5 separate regions of the Mus musculus genome follow, and regions 2, 3, 4 and 5 are each linked to region 1. A link is a contact called in public capture Hi-C and promoter capture Hi-C data. All regions are on one chromosome and are shown on one strand. Each heading gives the region's core, a stretch centred on a gene start, on an enhancer-like site or on the middle of the called end of the contact. The rest is flanking DNA. Distances are from core to core; before and after follow the strand shown.

What was found. Promoter capture Hi-C pulls out the DNA fragments that hold promoters and counts their contacts. Capture Hi-C pulls out chosen DNA fragments and counts their contacts.
Region 2: a contact with region 1 is called in a promoter capture Hi-C map of stem cell-derived epiblast-like cells, with 2.6 times the contacts expected there. The contact joins the promoter of Isca2 here to the promoter of Pgf in region 1. A contact is called at or near these places in 2 of 39 promoter capture datasets (liver and stem cell-derived epiblast-like cells), 3 of 115 datasets of contacts at active chromatin or transcription factors (bone marrow-derived dendritic cells, extraembryonic endoderm stem cells and memory CD8 T cells) and 1 of 9 other capture datasets (embryonic stem cells).
Region 3: a contact with region 1 is called in a capture Hi-C map of embryonic stem cells, with 2.1 times the contacts expected there. The contact joins the promoter of Fos here to the promoter of Pgf in region 1. A contact is called at or near these places in 4 of 39 promoter capture datasets (cranial neural crest, embryonic stem cells and stem cell-derived epiblast-like cells), 3 of 484 Hi-C or Micro-C datasets (cortical neurons, cranial neural crest and pro-B cells), 9 of 115 datasets of contacts at active chromatin or transcription factors (SST interneurons, cardiomyocytes, embryonic stem cells and 6 more) and 1 of 9 other capture datasets (embryonic stem cells).
Region 4: a contact with region 1 is called in a promoter capture Hi-C map of liver, with 2.5 times the contacts expected there. The contact joins the promoter of Batf here to the promoter of Pgf in region 1. A contact is called at or near these places in 4 of 39 promoter capture datasets (3T3-L1-derived adipocytes, embryonic stem cells, liver and 1 more), 3 of 484 Hi-C or Micro-C datasets (the G1E-ER4 cell line, bone marrow-derived macrophages and embryonic stem cells), 3 of 115 datasets of contacts at active chromatin or transcription factors (bone marrow-derived macrophages, craniofacial prominence and large pre-B cells) and 1 of 9 other capture datasets (liver).
Region 5: a promoter capture Hi-C map of embryonic stem cells shows a contact between it and region 1, with 2.0 times the contacts expected there. The contact joins the promoter of Jdp2 here to the promoter of Pgf in region 1. A contact is called at or near these places in 2 of 39 promoter capture datasets (cranial neural crest and embryonic stem cells) and 2 of 9 other capture datasets (adipose tissue and pancreatic islet).

What each region holds. Positions count from the first base shown.
Region 1 is chr12:85,175,891-85,178,590 of GRCm38.p6, reverse strand. It overlaps Pgf (placental growth factor), which reads left to right and starts at 1,278. Exons shown (of 7, transcript NM_008827.3): 1 at 1,278-1,693. The coding sequence starts at 1,628.
Region 2 is chr12:84,771,955-84,774,654 of GRCm38.p6, reverse strand. It overlaps Isca2 (iron-sulfur cluster assembly 2), which reads right to left and starts at 1,385. Exons shown (of 4, transcript NM_028863.1): 1 at 1,284-1,385; 2 at 978-1,080; 3 at 747-862; 4 at 1-112. The coding sequence starts at 1,354. It overlaps Npc2 (NPC intracellular cholesterol transporter 2), which reads left to right and starts at 1,543. Exons shown (of 4, transcript NM_023409.4): 1 at 1,543-1,869. The coding sequence starts at 1,788.
Region 3 is chr12:85,472,569-85,475,268 of GRCm38.p6, reverse strand. It overlaps Fos (FBJ osteosarcoma oncogene), which reads right to left and starts at 1,379. Exons shown (of 4, transcript NM_010234.3): 1 at 1,089-1,379; 2 at 83-334. The coding sequence starts at 1,229.
Region 4 is chr12:85,685,283-85,687,982 of GRCm38.p6, reverse strand. It overlaps Batf (basic leucine zipper transcription factor, ATF-like), which reads right to left and starts at 1,263. Exons shown (of 3, transcript NM_016767.2): 1 at 1,010-1,263. The coding sequence starts at 1,072.
Region 5 is chr12:85,598,129-85,600,828 of GRCm38.p6, reverse strand. Jdp2 (Jun dimerization protein 2) reads right to left here and starts at 1,413. Exons shown (of 4, transcript NM_030887.2): 1 at 1,215-1,413.

The DNA of each region.
Region 1 (2,700 bases), core at 29-2,528:
GACTGGCCCCTGGCTCCTGGACCTGCAGGCCTCAGGGCCTACCAGACAGAGAGGCAGCATCTCTGGCAGCCCCTTGTGGGTGGGCAGCAGGCCACAGACACAGAGGTCACTGGGGGTGAGAGCCAGGACTGCCCTAGCCTCCCTGCCTCTGAATGGAATGTGATCCAAGAGCCACCTCCCAGGCCCATCTCCTCCCCCACAGCCACCCACCAACTTCTGACTCTGGATGCTGCCAGGTTTTTGCAACCAGCCCACAAGCTGGTCACAGAGGTTTGTTAGAATGGTAGGTGATGAAGAACAACTCAGGAACACAGGAGGTTACCACAAAAGTACAGACATGCATGGCTGCACACAAGTACAAAGAGATACCCAGAGACCCAGATCTGCGACACACAGTGTAACTGGGCACGTTCAGTGGGTGACATATACACACAGCTTCATAGGTATACACAAGTGCCCATGCAGACACCACCTCTCCTCAGCATGTCCTGCTGCTCTAGAACACTTCCTCTTCTGCTTGGGCTCGGGAGGTGATGCCAGGTTAGTCCATTCCCTACCTCTAATAGGCTGGCCTGACCTGACAGGAGGAAGTGGTGGTGGACCTAGGTCTAGCCAGGTGCCCCGAGGTGTTTCCTGTGTACAGCCCACAGCTGGGCTGCCCTGTGCCTGCCTACCAGGTCAGATAGTACATGGAATAGAGGGACGGTTCTGGAGGCACGTAGCTTGTCTTGTCTCTGCCAGATCCCTGTCTACGCAGGCAGATGCCCGCGGGCACACATACACTTTCCTAGTGTGAATATGAACATTGTTCAGCATCTGCAGGTGGTGCCCTCTCATAGGATCGGGTTGTTAGTCTATAAAATGGGGTTAGTAATCCTGTCACCTCTCCTCCCGGGGTTGTGTAGGGATGGCACTGGTCATGAAGGGCCACAGCAAGATGCTGCCTTCTTAGTACTGCACTCCCTGCAGAGGTCACTTAAGTACCCAGCCATCTCCAAGGCAGATGTTGGACGTCCGCACCTGGAGGCTCCAGAAGAGCCAGGTGCAACCTTGGCTGTCGCTGCGGGCTGACCCTGGGGCAAGCTAATGAACGCCTAGCTCCGAGGGGCCAGGAGATCTGCGCCGGCAGCGCCCCTTCAGCGCCCTGCGGGGTCACGCGCACTCAGGTCTCACCGCCAACCGGCTCTCAGCGCTCCCGGGCTGCTCCTGGGGCCTCGAGATAGAAGTGGGCGGGCAGGCTGCAGCCCCGCCCCATACACGGTCTTGAAAACCAGCGGCCGACTAGCTTCAGTTCGTAGGGAAGCTGCAGTCTGAGAAGGAAACCGCATCTTCAGACTTCTGCTCACTCACGAGAGGAGCTAGGGTCATCGGACCCCTAAGATCCTTTCACATCGCTCCGACTCGCCGGAACACTCCTCACCAGTTTCCTCAGCCACAGCCCTACCTGTGAGCTCCGGACTTCCCCGGCTTTCTGTGGATGCTCAGGCAGACTGCAGAGACCTAGCCTAGGACAGCAGTGAGGGGGACACTCCTCTCCTCTCCTCTCCTCTGGTATCAGCGTCTCCCCCAAGGGGGACGAGCATGGTGATTGTGCCTTGAAGGACCTTGGCTCTGGATGTCTGAGAAGATGCTGGTCATGAAGCTGTTCACTTGCTTCTTACAGGTCCTAGCTGGGTTGGCTGTGCATTCCCAGGTAAGGACCTGGCCTGGCTTCCTCTTGACCTTCTCATCCTAGCCGTAGAAACAGGGGCTATGGTCTTTAATTACAGACTCACTTTAGAGAGCAGCTTCTGCTAGGGTGCCCACATATTTCCCAGGGGCTGGGCTGGACCTCAGGGAGGAGACCTCTGGCTGGGCAGTCCCCAATTCCTGGGGGCTGTCTTAGTGGGGGCAGGGAAGCCACAGGGAATGAGGGAGGTTTCCTGTCTAGCCCCTGGAGCCCTAGTGGCTTTGCAAAAAGCATCCGTCCACTAATCCCAGTCAGCTCCCTGGCCCTGTGGTCAGGGTTGTGGCCCCATGACCAACCAGGCGCCCCCAGGACCTCTGACCTGGCCTAGTGGGGAAGGAGCTGACTAAAGAAGCTTGAGGTGGGGAGGTGAGGCCCTTCCCCCACCATTGCTCCAATTGAGCAGAGGGCTCTTGGGTGGGCTTCAGATATGACAAGGGATCCTGCCGTGCCCTTTCCTCCTGGTGGGTGTCAGAAGGTCCTGAGTGCAGGGCCTGGGGAAGTGAGCAGGGCCCTTTTCCCAGGAGCTGGGTGAGTCTGGCAGGGAGCCAGATTGGGCAGCAAAATCCTGACAAAGCCAATGCATTCCCTTCCTGCTGCACTGCCCGCTGCACTGCCCACTGCCCTGGGAGCCCTCAGCCCCAGCCCAGGAGTGGGTGGGTTGTCCAGTCCCCTTGCCGAGCAGCCAGGCCATCCGTCTGCTTGCTGCAGTGTTAGCTCGAGGTGTAACGTTACTGGCAGGCAGCACCAGCTCATGGCGCCGCCTCTTCTCCAGCCCCTGAGCTCCCACCAGCTGATCACCCTCCCCCTGGGCTCTGGCACCCAGCCAAGGCGGGCTGTAGTAGGCCCAGCAGGACTGGCCTGGGGGCTGGGCAGAAGAGAGACCCCACAGGATTACAAGCACTTGGGAACACAAGAAGCCTCCTACCCTTTTCCAAGTGAAGAAACTGAGGCCAGAAAGTCAGGTGGTTTTT
Region 2 (2,700 bases), core at 136-2,635, 400 kb after region 1:
CACTTGGAATGAGCTTCGGATCAGTTCTTGGCTGAAGTCCACCTGGGCTCCCTTAACGAAGGCCAAGCTATCAGAGTCAACCACCACTCTTGCCCCACCCTGTTCAAATACCCTGAAAAGACAAGAGGAAAGCATGAATGACAAATACCACAAACACCCACACAACACCCTGAGCCCAGAGGTGTACATCTTGTTCTCCAATGCATGGAACACTGCTTAGGACTTCTAGCTGGGACGGAACGGACTGAAGCAGAAAGATTCAACGTAAAAAAAAACAGAAGGATTATTTAAGGGCTCGGACTGAAACTAGTCCAGCCTTTTTCTTAGGGTGGAACCTTGGTGTATATATATATTTTAAACACTTATTTATTCATTTATTTTATGTGAGTATACCGTTGCTCTCCCCAGACACACCAGAAGAAGGCATCAAATCTCACTACAGATAGTTGTGAGCCACTATGTGGTTGCTGGAAACTGAACTTAGGTCCTGTGAAAGAGCAGCCAGTGCTCTTAACCGCTGAGCCATCTCTCCAGCCCTAGTTCAGCCTTTCTCAACTTGACTACCTAACGGACGCTAAGTCAATGTTCTTCCTTATTTTTAAACAAGAGGACAAATCTTTGCTGTATCCTCACAGAACGGAGAGGGTGGTAGTGTTAAGCAGACTTAGACGCTTGGAAGTTTGGAATAAATTGGGGCCACTTTTATCCTCTGATACAGCCTCTAGCGACCCATCCGTCCTCCTTGCCTGTCGTCGGGGTTAATAACTGTATCCAGTGAAAATTTGTATTGGAATCCGGAGCATCCACCTCCCTCTACTTGCAGCCTGAGGAATTCTGACCCTTCGGTGATTTCCAGAAGCCTCTGAAATTCAGGAAAGAGGATCAAGAATGCCAAGCAAGCGGAGATAACGGGACGGGTGACTAGGAAGTCTTCTAGAGCCCTCCTGGGCACCGCCGCCCCGCGTCCGACCTCCTACCTGGACGCAGCTGTCTGTGAGGCGGATCTGTCCCTCGCCAGCCTCTGGAATGGAAGATGTTGTTTCCCAGCGGGTCAAAAGCCTGGGAAAGACGGCGAGGAGCCTGCGATGTAAAGAAGGGAGACGAACCCGGGAAATGGCACCAGATGACCCTCTATGGACACCTCGTACCCAAATCTGGGGACACTTTCTTCTGAACTGCCAAGCCTTCACCCCACACCCCACCCCGCGTGAGATTTAGCCTCCCATCTATCCTGAAGACGCAGAACCCAACACCCTTCCTAAGTGACGTTCCACCCTCGATACCTTCCCGAGCGCCTAGGAATGACAGCCCTGACCGCCTCGGCAGTTAGGGACAAGGCCCTGGAGGCCGCCATCTTACTCCGCAAGCTCCGCCCCTAGCATGGTCCAAATCCCCGCCTAGCCTGGGCTTCCGGAGGAGGGGAGAAGGGGGCGGGGCTGCATCGAGCCTCCGCCCCCAAGCGTGCCTATTGGGTATAGCGAGATAAGAGGGCTTTGATTGACAGAGAACGCTTCCACTTGCCGAAGTGGGTCGGTACCAATAGAGCGGGGCGAACGCAAAGAGCGAGTTCTCCGTAGGCCCTGCCTGGAAGCGGAAGAGATGGGCGGAGATAAAGGGCGAGCTGCAGGCCAGGCGGCCCCGGAGCCCAGGGCGGGGCGCGGGCGGGCCTTCGCTGGTTACTGCTCACAAGTGGCCTGATCTGGCTCCACCCTCGGTCCGGGACAAGTTTATCTTGTGACTGCTCGGGCTGCTTTTCCTTCCTAGATTGCAGAGCTTTCATATCCACGATGCGTTTTCTGGCCGCCACGATCCTGCTGCTGGCGCTGGTCGCTGCCAGCCAGGCGGAGCCCCTGCACTTCAAGGACTGCGGTGAGCCCTGAGCCCACTCGAGGAGACCCCCGGGGGTGGATTGGGCGGGTTGCTGGAACGTGGAATTGACTAGGTTGGGACCGAAGGTACTAGTCTTGATGAAACTTAACCCCTCCGCACAACTTTGTTTCTCCTTGCATTTCGTGTTTTGGGATAATCTAAAACACTCACAAGGCGAACCGTGTGCTGAAGTTCACTAAAGTTTCTTGGGTGAACATCAAGCGGGCATATATTGCAGCGCTCAAGGGCTTTGAGATTTCAATGGACGGAGGAGGATTGCGAATTTAAGACTAGCCTGGATTTATTGAACCCTGTCTGAAAAAAGTAAACAAATAAAAGCAAAAAATAAAACAATAGGATAGACAGCAGGTCTGCATCCAACACGGATTGAAGGAATAGGCACGGGACTTATTTTGATTTATGCCTTGTATCGTCACTGGCCTTTCTCCCTTTGTTCGTTTGAAGTTTGGTTGGGAGCGGGCTGAGGCAGCCTCACTCTGTAGCCCAGTTTGGCCTTCCAAATCCCTGTCAATCCTGCTCTGGTCTTAGAAGTACCATCCACCTCCCCTCCCCACCCCACCCCCACTAACGAGACAAAAGCTAGTTCTCCTTCTCATAACATTCATTTACAAAGTAGGGTTTCCATTGTTCTAATGAATTTCATGATTCTTGATCCTTGTCTCCTATAAAATTCGTATTTCTAGTGACATCATGTGATGCCTCCCTCCCAACGCTGCCCCTGGACTCTTTATTGGAAAATATAATAGAGGGTAGAAATTCTGAGTTTGTCCAGTCAAGCCTGTACACTTAGTTGTGGGAGCAGTGCAGGGG
Region 3 (2,700 bases), core at 130-2,629, 300 kb before region 1:
CCTTCTCTGTTGTGTGGTCTGTGCGTCAGTCTCCGCCCCCCCCCCCCCCCCCAGCCCACAAAGGTCCAGAATCGCTGCTCACCTGCTCTACTTTGCCCCTTCTGCCGATGCTCTGCGCTCTGCCTCCTGACACGGTCTTCACCATTCCCGCTCTGGCGTAAGCCCCAGCAGACTGGGTGGGGAGTCCGTAAGGATGGGGCGCTCTGGTCTGCGATGGGGCCACGGAGGAGACCAGAGTGGGCTGCACCAGCCACTGCAGGTCTGGGCTGGTGGAGATGGCTGTCACCGTGGGGATAAAGTTGGCACTAGAGACGGACAGATCTGCGCAAAAGTCCTGAAACAAAACAAAAAGAGGAAAGCGGAGGTGAGCGAGGAGGTTCCAGACACAGGTGGAGCAAGTGGCCCTAGTGTCGCATGAAGCAGGGAGAGAGAAGCATTCCGGTCAGAGACTGCTTATGTCTTCCTGTATGCACCTCATCGGAGATAAAAGCTCTCCCAATATCCTCCCTTGAATTCCGCAGCGCAGCCTTTCTCCTCCATCCTACTGCTGCGTTCCCGTTATCCCTTCGGCATCACTCGCTCGAAAGGGGGTTTGTTATAAATATCCCTGACGTCTGCGCTGACGCAGGCGCTGCTCCGGAGTCTCCAGAATGAACTCGCTTTTTATCAATGAAACTGCCTTACACACCCGCCCGCAGCACCCTCCTCCCTCCTCCCTCCTCCCTGCTCCAGGCTGCCCCGGGAGGGGGGATTGCCGCGGTTTGCCGCCTCCCAAACTCTAGTTAGCGACTCTTTGCTCGAGACTTGTTGGCCCCGGCTGATCTCAGAAACAAGTCGGCCGAGAGAAGAATGCAGGCAGGCCACTCAGAATAAACCTGCCGCGCGGGAAGGGGTCACTAAGTCTTACTATGACAAGTGTGCACGCGCTCAGACAAGTCCTGGGTTCCCAGGCTAAGGCTGCTCTGACCGCGCCAGTCTCCCTCCAGAGCGAAAAAGGAAGACCCCCCCGCCCCTGCGAGTCACACCCCAGTGTCTCCTCCACGGCGACCCTCAGCGCGGACCTGGCGGCTACACAAAGCCAAACTCACCTGTGTGTTGACAGGAGAGCCCATGCTGGAGAAGGAGTCGGCTGGGGAATGGTAGTAGGAAAGGCTGTCCCCGGCCGGGGAGGCGCTACTGCAGCGGGAGGATGACGCCTCGTAGTCGGCGTTGAAACCCGAGAACATCATGGTCGAAGTTTGGGGAAAGCCCGGCAAGGGGTCCAGGGGTAGACACTGGTGGGAGCTGCAGAGCAGAGCTGGGTGGGAGCGCGGTCACTGCTCGTTCGCGGAACCGCCGGCTCTATCCAGTCTTCTCAGTTGCTCGCTGCAGTCGCGGTTGGAGTAGTAGGCGCCTCAGCTGGCGCCTTTATAGAAGCGCTGTGAATGGATGGACTTCCTACGTCACTGGGCGGAACTGGAAGGGGGGGGAAGCGCGCCCCAAGGCCCTCTGCGGGCGCTCTGTCGTCAACTCTACGCCCCAGGCTTTCAACCCCCGTCTTGGCATACATCTTTCACCTATGAGTGTTCACATTTGGGATCTTAGGGGGTCTCCTAGACCTTCCGCGTGTAGGATTTCGGAGATGGTCCCCCCCCCAGAACAACAGGGACCGGCCGTGGAAACCTGCTGACGCAGATGTCCTAATATGGACATCCTGTGTAAAGGAGGGAGGGATTGACGGGAACAGCTCGCCGGCTGCAGCCAACTCTGAGGGTGCAGCGCAGGGGGGGAACCGGGGCCGCGGCCGGGGGAGGGGAGGCGGGAAAGGCAGAGAAGGCGAGCGAACATTCGCACCTGATTCAATGTGGACCCGGTTCCCAGGGTCAAGGGATGAGACCCGGGTCATTGTCCAGCAATCTGGAACTTTTTTTTTTTTTTTGAGTCTCTGGTATTAGGAGAAGCAAGTACGCAGCCTTAAAGGCTCGAAGCCTCTGTTCCTAAAGGAAAGCTTGCCCACATCAGCCCCCCATCCCAAATCAGTGCAGAGAAGAAAAAGGGGGGGTCAGCTTCTCAGCCCCTCTCTCCAGCTCCTTGCCTGGAGAAACTTTAGGACTGAGGTTGGAAGCAGCAAGTGAAGGATTGTAAATAAGTGTACAATAACCTGATTTAACTACAGTACTGGGTTCATTCATAAATTCGTGTTTTAAAGGACGGCAGCACCTACTCCCCGACCCTTAGCCACTTAGAGCTATCAAGGCGACAGTCCCCGTTGACACTGACGGATAAACATTGTGCAAAACCACCCTACAAGTATGCCTGAAGGGGTCGTATGTTTAGTTTTGAGCTGAGACCAGAGGGCGAGTCGGGGCAGGGGGGGAGCTCAGAATTACAAAGTGAGGTGAGCTCGGGGGGGGGGGGGGAGGAGAAAGCAAGTCGGTGCTGGGGAGATGGGGGTCTGAATACGTGCAGCCTGGAAACTGCGCTTACAAGGAACCCGCCTGCAGCGGGTGATTTTCCAGATCGGACTTGGGAAGGGGGGTGGGGGCGCAGAGGGGACGGGAAGAAAGGTTCCCAGCTGTGCCGAGATTTTGGCGTCTGGGACCTGAGAACAGCTTTGAGTCTTGGAAGATGGAACTTTGAAGAGGTCAGGTGCTTCAGTGTAGAACAAACACACCCCTACTTGCCCTCGGCCTCCTGTCCTTCCGCAGAGGACAAGCCGGG
Region 4 (2,700 bases), core at 14-2,513, 510 kb before region 1:
GTGGGAGCCGGTGGTCAGGTAGTTTACGTTTATTTTGTTTGTAGCGTTTTGCAGCCCCCTGGATGTGTGTGAGCCAAACACTCTACCTCTGAGCCCCTCCCAATATGTGTGCTAAGGAAAGAATATAGTTTTTAAGATGAGATGTAAAAAAGTTTAATCCGTGGGTCTATGTTGGATGAGGAGGAGAAATGTCTAGAACAAGGGGCATCAGGAACGTGGTAGAGAGACCCAGAAACCACAAGGTGAGAAAGGCATCCCATCGGAGGCATCTTTCAGTCTGAGACATTTCGGCTTGGTATCAGTCAAGAGTCTAAGAGTCTCAGAATCTTTCCCTCCATCCCTGGTTTTTCAGGGATGATATTAGCTACTAGTGAAAGTCTCTGACACGCCTCCTGGACCATGGCCTTCTTTCTTCTATCTGGAAGCCACATGGGGGGTGGGGGGGAAAGATACAGGTTGTAGCTTTAGCCTCCCTTCCCACGGACTGCTGGAGTTACCGAGGCAATCCGCAGGCAGATCTTGCCACTCTTCTCCTCCTGTCTACCTTGCTTTGATTTGCTATATTTCTCTTCCCTGACCTCGGTTCTGTCTTGCCACTTGCTTGGTTTTTTCCTGGAAAGCTACAACTCTAGGATTTGGGTGGAGCCCGAAGCAGCGATCTACTGGAACATTCCTCTGCTTATGGTTGACCATACTTCTAAGCTCTGTGATATTCACCCTGCCCCCAGCTTCCTAGAAAGTTTCACGGTGGGAACCTAAGTGGCAGAGACGAGGGGTACCTCTTGGAAAGAGAGGCTTTTGTGGCGGGATGCGAAGCTTCAGCCCTTGGACCTCTGTATAGCAAACACCACACGGTCCAGAGTCTGCTAGAGAGTTCCTGCCACGAGCTACTTCCTTCCCCAGACAGAGCTCCCTGGGCAGGACAAGGGAGCCTACCCCTCTTCTACCACCCCAGGAAAATCAGAAGGCAAGGCATGCGGGGCGTGGGGGAGGGGGACGAAGGGGGTACCTGTTTGCCAGGGGGAGGAGAGCGGCTGAAGCTGGAGTCACTGCTGTCGGAGCTGTGAGGCATGGTTCTAATCTTCCGGGCTCTCCCACACCGTCCCAGATGCCTCTGGGCGATCTTCTCACTAGCTGGCTCCCCTTCTTGACTGCTAGGGGGCCACCAGCACACCACCTTCCACAGGTACCTCCCCTGCTTGCCCAACAGCAACCTCTGACAGACCCCTGCGTCCTCCTCTCTCTCGGGTGCAGAGGGACTGCTCCCCACAGGGACATCTCGCTGCTTTGGGGCTTGCGCACAGGCCCTCTCTTGTGGTTTCTGGTAATTCAAGCTGGAAGTCACATGGGCGGAAACGTCAACAAGTTAGAAAGAAGGTAGAGAGAAAATACACATCTGGGAAAAGACCACAGAATTAGGTGAAAGAAAAAAAAATACACAAACCCCCAGTATCTTCCGGCAGGCAGTTTGAAAGGCAGAGCGAGCGCTCTTCAATTGATGAAGATAAAGAAGAAAAACAGCCACACAGGGAAAATCCCCGGCCAGAATTAGCAAGTTCTCTGCTGTCAACATGGCAGAGAGCAGCAGGAAAGAGCCTCCAGGTCACAGGCCTTGATTTTTAAATCTAAATACAGTCAGCGACAAGCCTGAGGACCCTTTCTGGGTTTCACCCGAAAGCAACTGCCCATCCTGTTTTATGACCGGCCTTCCTCCTTCACCTATAGGACAGTTCGGTGGGCTGGGGACAAAAAGAAAGGAGGGCACTGCCTTTTACAGATGACCAAGCAAGACGTTGGGGCTAGCTGAGAGTCTCGGGGAGTCTCTGGAATCGATGCTAAAGAAGTTTATTATCTATCCCCTGTCCTCTTAGCAAGACACTTTCATTCTCCCTAGAGAAAGGATACCTACCTTCTGTGGAGGGGCTCCTTCAGGAGTTCAAGGTTGACCTTGAGTCTTCAGAAGTCAGTGACGTCATAACCCAACAAGGAGAGAACGTCAAAATGAGGGACAGAGGCTCTGGACTTGGAGTCAGATCGATATGATGAGAATCCAGTGACTCCCTATCCCTACTCCCCCCCCCCCCAGCCTCCCACCACACACACACACCTAAAACCTGCCCCACCTACTACCTTTCAGGGCTACTGCAATGAGGGATGACAATTTGAATAGGAATGTCCCCCACTCTGTAAAGCATGCTGTGGAGTGGCGGTGTTTGGCATGTGTCCCATGACACGAACACGCTTGTCGCTTTAGTGAACAGTCCCATTCTCATCCCAGTGTTTTGGCTATTTTTTTTTAAAGTTTGGGGACTGGAAAGATGCTCAGCAGTTAGGAACACTGGCTGCTCGTCCAGAGGACTTGGGATCTAGTCCTAACATCCAGACAGTGGCCCAATCATCTGTTACTCCAGTTCCAGGGGTCCTCTTCCTGACTCCTCGGGTACCAGGAAATGGACACGGGGCACATACATATGTGCAGGCAAGACACGCACACATATTAAAATAAAAGCTCTTACTCTATTCCCAGTGTGGCTCAAATGCTCACCTCGATTAATCTGAGGGCTGACAATATGTTATGGCTCCTAAAGCATTTTTGTATCCACTGATTACAATTCTGCCTGACGACAATATTGTTCTAAGGACAAACCTATCAAAATAATAATAATAACAATAATAACAATAACAATAATAATAATAATA
Region 5 (2,700 bases), core at 164-2,663, 420 kb before region 1:
CCATCCTCCCTACTACTTTAGGCAAAGTGAAACCTCTGGCGCCTTAGAGGCAGGAGAATAGTTGTTTCTATCCCCGGACCTCAGGTTTCTGTAAAGAACCCTGCTCACACCTGATCCCCGGTTAAACTCTTCCCTAGAAACCTGCACGGGAAGATAAGCCCGCCATCCAAGCTGAAGCCAGCCAGATTTGCTGAAAAGCAGGGAAAGCAAGAGGGGGTGATTTTTAAACCCTGGAGGGTGGGGGAGACTTGGGGGTGAGGTCGAGGGACGAGGAAGACAGTTGCTAACAGCCTTTGGGACAGGCAGGTACCCAGCTGTGGTACAGAGCCTGTTTCCCATGCTGCCTGAATTAAGATCCTGGGTAGAGTGGCCCAAGATTTAACAATACACAGACCTGTGCCACAGTCCCCTGGAAGGTGCCACTCCAACACATAAGGGCTGGACAATCTTCTAGGGGGAGCTGACTCAAATAGTCGATTGATTCCCCTCTTGCACCCGCCTCTCCACCTCTATCCCCAAATGGCCCATCCATTTCTGCAAATGAGTCAAGGCATCCCAGGCCTGCCAGCTCCTCCAGATACCCAGGCAAAGCCTGTTTCTGCCGCTCCAAGGGTCCAGGAAGCCTAGCCTTCTTGGATAAGAGGGGAGGAAGAGTGCCTTCTAAACTGGGCAGGTTACCTAAAGAAGCCTGCTTACCTTCTTATATAACCTGATGTGCCTGACGGGATCCCAAGGGAACTGGGGACTGCCCCGTGGTTCCCTCCTAACCCAGCCAGAGCCCGCCGCAGCAATGCTCTTAAGCGAAGGAAGCCCTGTTGGTTAGATGCCTTTCTCAATACCCTCCCCTCCAGGTCTTGCAAAGAGAGCTACGGAAGAGGCTGAGGCGCGACCTGTCAGCAGGTCTGGGGCGTGCATGCCCCCTTGAGTCCCCCGCAGTCCCCGGCACAGTTTTCTCCCGCTCACCCCGCCCTCTCCTCCGTCTGTGCACAGCCTCCCAGCAAGAGCACTGGGGAAGGAAAGCAAGGAGGGAGCGCCCCGCTGTCCCGGCCACAGACAGGACTGTCCTGCCCAGCCGGGGAACCACCGGTGGGCAGCGGCTGCAGCCATCCGATAGAGTATTCCGGCCCTGGGGTGGCGGGAGCCCCAGCGGTAGCTACTCCGGGGGAGGCCACCCCAGGTGCCCGCAGCCCCGCCTCCCCCCTCCGTGAACCCACCGTGCAGAAGCCGCTGGCGGAGGCGGCGGCCCCGGGCCCAGAACCCTGCTGCAGGCGCGGTGCCCACTCCGCGCTGCTGCCGCCCGCTGCCCAGGCCCGTCCCGGCCCGGGAGCCGCCGCGGCGCCAGCCCCGCCGCCGCCGCTGCAGCGTCCGCTGCCGCCAGCGCCCCCCGTCGCGGCCGCCGAGTGTCCCTCCCGCAGGCTGTGGCGGGCGGCGGGACGGGTTGCATCAGCCCCGGCTATATAGCGGGCCCTGAGTGGCGGGGAGGGGTCGGGAATGCGGAACCGGCCGAGCTGCCAGCTCCACACGTCAGAGGGGGACGGAGAGGAAGAGAAGGAGGGGACGGGGAGGAGGGGGTGTGGATCGCCCGCTTCACACCCACTGACCTTCACCTCCCCCGCCGCCGGCGCCCTCCTCCCGCCGATGCTCGCGCTCCTCCGCCTGCGGGGCCGGCCCGGGCCCCGCCGCGCTGGTCCCGGCAGCATTGCGGTCCGGCGGCGCGCCCCGCCCGCGGCTCCCGAGAGCGCGAGGCAGCAGGACACGGCGAGCGGTTATGTAAGCGCATCCCCTGCTCGGCCTTGCGGCCGCCACCCCCAAAATGCTACACAGCCCGGGAGGCAGCGACGCGAAGGCGGCGGCCGGATGAGCAGAGAACCCCTTCCAGCTCAGCCCACGCCGAACCATCCTCCTCCGTCCGGTGCGCTCTCCCCCAAATCCAGAGCGAGGGTTCCGCGCAGTGGTGTCTTCGGACGCTGCAGGATCTCGCAAGCTTGTTTTGTTTTTCCGCGGAGGAGCATGGGCGGGGGTTTAAGGCGTTTGGAAGCCTTAATCCCTACCCACTGTCCACCAAAGCGTCCTGACGTCCTGAAGCCATGCGGTGAATGAACGAGCTCCTGAAGTGGAACTGCACCCTGAGGCCACCGTTGTTGTCAGTGGCTGGCCCAGTTTGAGCCAGGGCTCTTTGCCCAACTCCAGCAGGCTTTTGCCTCCCTTTGACAGGACGCAGCAGTGAGCCTACCTGACTTCTGCCAAACCTCCAAAGGCCTTCTTCCTCAAGGACTCCAGGGCCAGCTTCCGTGCTCTCTTCCCACCCTGCTACAGAAGTAGATAGTAAAGAACACTCTAGATAAAATATGACAGTCCCTCAAAGGCGGATTGTCTCAGGCAGAAATGCGTGTGGCATCTGAGAACTATTTGCACACACACATAGACACACACAGGTCTCCATACCCTTGGGGGGGGGGGCAGACCCCCGCCCTCTTTCCTCTTAAATCAGAAAGGAGTGGCAATGTTGACACTCAGTGACCTTCGGCCTCCTTCTCAGAGAGACAGCAGGTCATCACCCATAGAAGAAAGGAAGTGAAAGAAAAAGTTCAAGTCTTCATAGAGTACAAATGCTGAGATCGAAAGACCAACAGGGAGGGAAGGAAGTCCACGCGCCAAGCCGGACAAGCAGGTCTCCACGTGCGTGCCTGCCTGCAGGGA